Linked DNA regions of Mus musculus: region 2 is linked to region 1. Evidence: chromatin contacts called from public HiChIP or PLAC-seq data. All regions are on one chromosome and are shown on one strand. The core of a region is the stretch at or near the end of the contact, and the rest is flanking DNA. Distances in the headings are between cores, read along the strand shown.

Region 1 (2,772 bases), core at 61-2,560:
GAAGTTTTTTATTCTAAAGAATGTGTTTTCTTGTTTGAGAATTTCAAACATGCATGTCATGTGTCTTGATCAAACATGAGCTTACAACGGCTGTAACTGCACCCATAAGACCTAAGGAAGATCAAGCTAGTCTAAGAGCTTTAAAGAAGGCAGAGCACGGCTAGGGGACTCTTCCTCCTCTCAGAGCCTTTGACAGTAGAGCCAGACTCCATTTCCAGGAACAGAACACCACCCAGAAGAACAGAGGGACAGATAAATATAGATAGAGATCCGAAGTCACTCTCTATCAGAAGACGTACTGGTAAGCTGCCCTAGTTTTGCTCACTGTCAGCTGTACATCATATACTGTATTAGAGTGTGTTCATCTCAGGCCACACTGAGGTCACCTATTGTGGAGGTGAGCGCCTTTACTTGCTGAGCCTTCTAAGCAGCCCAGTGTCGGGCTGGTCTTTGTTTAAAGAGCATTTCAGGCATTTCTTTCAAGGTTTTAGTGCTATTTTTCAGCTCTCTTGAGCCCAGAAAGAGAGGTTATATTCTATACAGTGAGTCACTGCCACCCACCTGCCTGGGATATGCTGCTGCAAAGGGCCAGCCTTGCTGCTTTTACTGGCTTCTCTAATGAAGCAGACCTAGAGATTCTTAGAACTACCAGTTGAGCTGAACAGCTAGGACTTTTTTTTTTTTTTTTTTTTTGGTTTTTGGTTTTTCGAGACAGGGTTTTTCTGTGTAGCCCTGGCTGTCCTGGAACTCACTTTGTAGACCAGACTGGGCTCGAACTCAGAAATCCGCCTGCCTCTGCCTCCCGAGTGCTGGGATCAAAGGTGTGTGCCACCACCGCCCGGCCATCTAGGACTTTAGAGAAGAGCTCTTAGTTCAAGGGCTTAGGAGACTGAGATTAGTAGATGGGCCCAGGCAGGCAGAGGAGAAGGAAGGGTCCACGTTTCCTGCTGAGTCATGCTGGGTCAGCAGTAGAGTCAGCATGAGAGCACAGACAGCACACCCTGTTGGATCCTTGCATCTAGTTTTGTACCTCAGCTTTGGGACCTGGGAGAACTCACTTTCCTCCCAGAGCCTCAGTTTCCTCATCTGCACTGTGAGTATAAATGAGTTCTATGCATGAAGTGCTTATGAAAGCCTAAGAGTAGGGACTGGAGAGATGACTCAGTGTTCTCTTCTAGAGAGACCCAAGTTCAATTCCTGGCACCATCCACTATGACTCTGATTCCAGGGGATCGCCAGTCCTCTGGCCTCTACAGATACCTATTTGCACATGTCCACACACACATAAACAATCCCAGGATTTAGGGCTCTAGTCACATAACACTGACCTTTGGTCACAGACTGGAGAGCATGGTAGGCTGGGAATGGGCTGGGTTATTACCAGAGGGCAGGGAAGGGCTTTGGGGTGTGGGTTTCGGGATGTTTGTGTGTGTGGTAATGAGGACCAAGTAAAGGTCCTAGCACCTCCTGCTCTGCATCTGAGCTACTTCCAGTTCCAAAACATATGCCCTGTACAGGGCTTATCAGTCTAATTATACCTCAGTAAAGCGGCCTCTCAGGATGCCTTTGCTTGTTTGAGGAGGGAAAGTCTTGCTCTGTAGCCCTGACCAGCCTTAACTGTTCGGCTCATCTTACACTGTGTCAGTCCTGTCACCTCAGCCTCCTGAATGCTGAGAGCACAGAGCTACTGTGTCCTATCTTAATAAAGCTGTTTGAAAATAAGAGAACGATGTCAAGCTGGTGGCAGGTATCTACAAATTCTAGTGTACCTGTAATTCTAACACTCATGAAGTCAAGATAGTTGGTTCTTGAGCTTGCAGCCAATCTGGGCTATAAAGTAAATTCCTAGTCCTGCCCCCCTGCCCTCTACCCCCGACCCAAAAAACAAAACAAAACAAAACAAAAAACAGGACAAAGGGTCTAGAGAGAGTTAAGTACTTACTGCTGATCTTCTAGAGATCCCAAGTTTGGTTCCCAGAACTCACATAGCAGCTCACAATCACTTGTAACTTCAGTTTAAGAAGATCCAATTTGGGTGGTGGAGCACGCCTTTAATCCCAGCACTTGGGAGGCAGAGGCAGGCAGATTTCTGAGTTCGAGGCCAGCTTGGTCCACAGAGTGAGTTCCAGGACAGACAGAGCTATACAGAGAAACCCTGTCTTGAAAATCAAAGAAGAAGGAGGAGGAGAAGGAAGAAGAAGAAGAAGAGGAAGAGGAGGAGGAGGAGGAGAAGATCCAATATCACTTCCTCTTCTGGCCTCTTTGGGTTCTACATGCACACATGATGCACACATACGCACAAAAACACACATGCCCATAAAATAAAAATAATTTTTAAATTAAACAGCAACACATTCACACACACAAATAGCCAGGTATAGTATGTAGGCATGTAATGCCAGCATTAGGAATGCTGAGGTAGAAGACTGAGGTATGAGAATCATAAGTTGGGGGCTAGCCTAAGCTATAGAGAGCATTCTCTATCTTGAAAACAAAACAAAGCGCCTGGCAACAGTAGCACATGCCTTTGCTCCCAGCACTCAGGAGCCTGAGACAGGAAGACTGTCATGAGTCTGAAGCCAAGTCTTTTTTTTTTTTTTTTTCTTTTTTTTTAAAGATTTATTTATTATTATACATAAGTACACTTTAGCTATCTTCAGACACACCAGAAGAGGGTATCAGATCTCTTTACAGGTGGTTGTGAGCCACCATGTGGTTGCTGGGATTTGAACTCAAGACCTTCAGAAGAACAGTCAGTGCTCTTACCTGCTG
Region 2 (3,133 bases), core at 105-2,604, 100 kb after region 1:
CTTCCTCTTTATGAGCTGAGTATCCCAGGTTTGTGCTCCAGGAGCAGAAAGCTCACTAACCATCTTCCAAGTAGCTCGCCCTATGGATTTACTCCCAGGCCCCCTTCTCTGTGTGGCCCTACCATCTTCTTACTGACCCTGCAAGGCCTGCTGAGTTGCCGTTGAACAGGCTGGCCGCCCAGAGGGGACTAGAGCTTTCTGTACAGACTGCTGTATTTGTATCCTTAGATGAAGGGATAGCTTTAAGACACGTCTCATGTAGTCGAGGCTGGCCCTGAATTCCTGATCCTCTGGTCTCTACTTCCCAAGTGCTGGGATTTCAGGCATGTACCAAAACACCCAGCTTCTTTCTAACAATTCTTTTGAAGAAGATACAAGCTGAGGAGAGAGGAGGAAGCTAGGCATAAAGCCGAAGGAATCAGGATGATAAGCTGGGAGTGGGCATATTTCAAAATTAAGATTCTTCCAGTAGCCAGACGTGGTGGCGCACGCCTTTAGTCCCAGCACTTGGGAGGCAGAGGCAGACGGATTTCTGAGTTCGAGGCCAGCCTGGTCTACAGAGTGAGTTCCAGGACAGCCAGGACTACACAGAAAAACCGTGTCTCAAAAAACAAAAACAAAAAAACAAGCAAACAAACAAAGATTCTTCCAGAAAACATACTCTTCTATTCAGAGTAACTGGTCATGCGAAGTTGCCAAGTGTTGATGTCATTTTCTAGAGGGCACGTGGTTTGTCCCTGTAACAATAACCAGCTGAAAATCACTGTAAAGATGGAGTTTGGAGAGTTCAAGATTACTGTGCCTTAGGTCCTAATCCCGGCACTCAGGAGGCTGTGCATGCTGATATCTGTGCGTCTGAGGTCAGGATAGTCTATGAAATGAGCTCTAGGCTAGTCTAGCTACATAGTGAGATCCTGTCTTAAAAAGTAAGTGCCCACAAAAGATAGTGGCTCATGACACACTCTGGGAACAGGCTTTATGCTCAGCGCACCCCAGCACCCCTTTCCTTACTGAATATGTACCCCACCCCCTTTTCCTTACTATGTAGCCTAGCCCCCCTTTCCTTACTGAATATGTAGCCTAGCCTAGCCTCAAACTCACTGTGTAGCTCAGACTGATGCTGTCTCAAGTCACTGTCACGCTGTTTGCCTCGGCCTCACAAGTGCTAGGACTCTACGCGCACACCACTGTGCGAAGCTGGTACTGCCGTATTTAAATCACCCCTAAAATCAAGGAAATAAAATTCCTCGTAAACTGCTCCAAGGGTTAAATCAACTCCCACTCAGACAAGCTCAGAGACTCCACCCACTAACAGGAAAAGCCTTTGGCTACTCCATCGTGCTCAGAGTCTCATGACCTAGATCTGGAGGCAGGGTTTTGAACATCTATTAGGTAGAAGACAGTCTGAGGCCTAGGAGACCCAGCTCTTGAGCAGCCCTGTTTTCTACGTAGTTTTTTTTGTTTTGTTTTGAAATGAGGCGTTTATCTGTCAGGACCCCTGTTGGTCAGGACCCCACCCGATTCAGTTGAAGCCAGAGGTGTTACGAGTGTTACATTTCCTAGAGTGAGCAGAGGCAGCTTGATAGAATCAGAAAAGGGAGTATGTGTCCTTTCTTGAGATGTCATCTGGGAGATGGCCCACAGGCCCTTCCCAAGGTTGGACCCATCAGGGGCAGAGGAAACCTCTGTTGAGGGCTTTCCTTGAACTGTGAATTCAAGGACACGCAGAATCTGGTCTTTTGAGGGCATCAGAGCTCAGGGTGTGGATGACTGAGACAAGTCACAGTTTGGAACTGGGTTGTCCTGTTACTCTGGATTCTGCCACCTCCCCAAGCCTAAACTATAGATAAGCACTTTTGGGAAGTGGCTTTGTGTATTAGATACTGGGGTTTTATGTAAATATCAAAACTAGTGTCAAGTAGGTTTCTAAATTCTGTGGTGGCACTAAAACCCAGCTCCAAGGAGGCCGAAGGTCAGACTAGTGCACACTGGTAGTTGGGAACAATGGTGGCCTTCTGTGGTGGAATCTGCCACCAGACAGGTCCTACTGGATGTGAGGATTCGGTTGCCCTAGGGAAGGGGCACTAAGTTTGAGGGTTTCCTGTCTTTCCTTTTATTTCTGAGACAGGGTCCCACAGAGCCCAGGCTCTTCTCAGGAAGTCCATTAGGGAGCTGAGGCTGGTCTGAATCTCCTGACTGCCTCAGATGGGGATTTTTTTCAGAGTTCGCAGGGGTAGAAACAGAGTAGTCACACTCACGTGGAAAGAACTTCTGAGGGCAGGTCGGTGATGTAAGAAGGGATCTTTCGCCCAGTCAGGAACTGCGCCACTTCATTGCTAAAGGTGTTACAGTTGTGTTCAAAGAGGTTGTAGGCTTCTCCTCTGTACATGGAGAGAGGTTTGAAGAGCAGATGAGAGGGCCAGCAGCATCTATGTGGCGTGACTGTGACTGTTGAGTGGGAAGGTGGGCAGAGTCTAATGTTAGGACTATGACCAGTCCTCTCACACCCTCCAGAAGGACTGCTGTCTGCAGATCTGGACCTCTGAGCAGTGACTTACAAGGGAAAGATGAAGCAGAAACACATGGTTTCTATATAATTCCAGAATCTACACTCACATCGGGACTAGGATCAGAGGTGAACACTTAATAAAGCTATCTAGTTTTTAAAAAAATATTTACTTATTTTATGCAGATGAGCATGTATAAATGTATGTGTACCATGTTTGTGCCTATAGACTGTGAAGGCCAGAAGACTGTAACTCCTGTTACTGGAGTTATAGGCTGTTGTGTGTCTCCATGTGAGTCCAGGGAACTGATCCCCAAGCCTTATCCTCTAAGAATCTCTCAACAAATATCCTTATTCTCTAAGCCATCCCTCAAGCCCCTCCTTGATCTTTTTTTTTTAAAACATTCATTTTGTGTGTATGTGTGTGGGGACAATGTTTGAGAGCAGGTCCTCTCTTTCCATAGTGTGGGCCTTGGGGTTCACACTCAGGCTGGCTGTTGCACCCTATGGCAAATACCTGTGCTGATGAGTCATCTTACCAGGCTTTGACTTTTTTTTTTCTTTTGAGACAGAGTCTCTATAGCGCAGGTAGGCCTTTCATTCCAAATGTAGGCGGGAATGACTTCA

Evidence for each region. HiChIP or PLAC-seq counts read pairs in DNA pulled down with a chosen protein or histone mark.
Region 2: a contact with region 1 is called in an H3K27ac HiChIP or PLAC-seq map of embryonic stem cells, with 6 read pairs. The contact joins two enhancer-like sites. A contact is called at or near these places in 1 of 39 promoter capture datasets (embryonic stem cells), 1 of 115 datasets of contacts at active chromatin or transcription factors (embryonic stem cells) and 3 of 9 other capture datasets (adipose tissue, liver and pancreatic islet).

Annotation. Positions count from the first base shown.
Region 1 is chr15:81,891,066-81,893,837 of GRCm38.p6, forward strand. The region is part of intron 2 of Aco2 (aconitase 2, mitochondrial); the gene reads left to right. Among named protein-coding and RNA genes, the nearest start is that of Aco2, 20 kb to the left of the region's middle. Within about 2 kb of position 1,311, at least 64 of the 459 cell types and tissues checked have an H3K27ac peak or open chromatin away from gene starts, as enhancers often do. A contact at or near this core is called in embryonic stem cells, where this site is marked.
Region 2 is chr15:81,995,852-81,998,984 of GRCm38.p6, forward strand. It overlaps Desi1 (desumoylating isopeptidase 1), which reads right to left. Exons shown (of 6, transcript NM_134095.3): 5 at 2,259-2,381. It also overlaps a transcript of Xrcc6 not described here. Among named protein-coding and RNA genes, the nearest start is that of 1700029P11Rik, 17 kb to the left of the region's middle. Within about 2 kb of position 1,355, at least 6 of the 459 cell types and tissues checked have an H3K27ac peak or open chromatin away from gene starts, as enhancers often do. A contact at or near this core is called in embryonic stem cells, where this site is marked.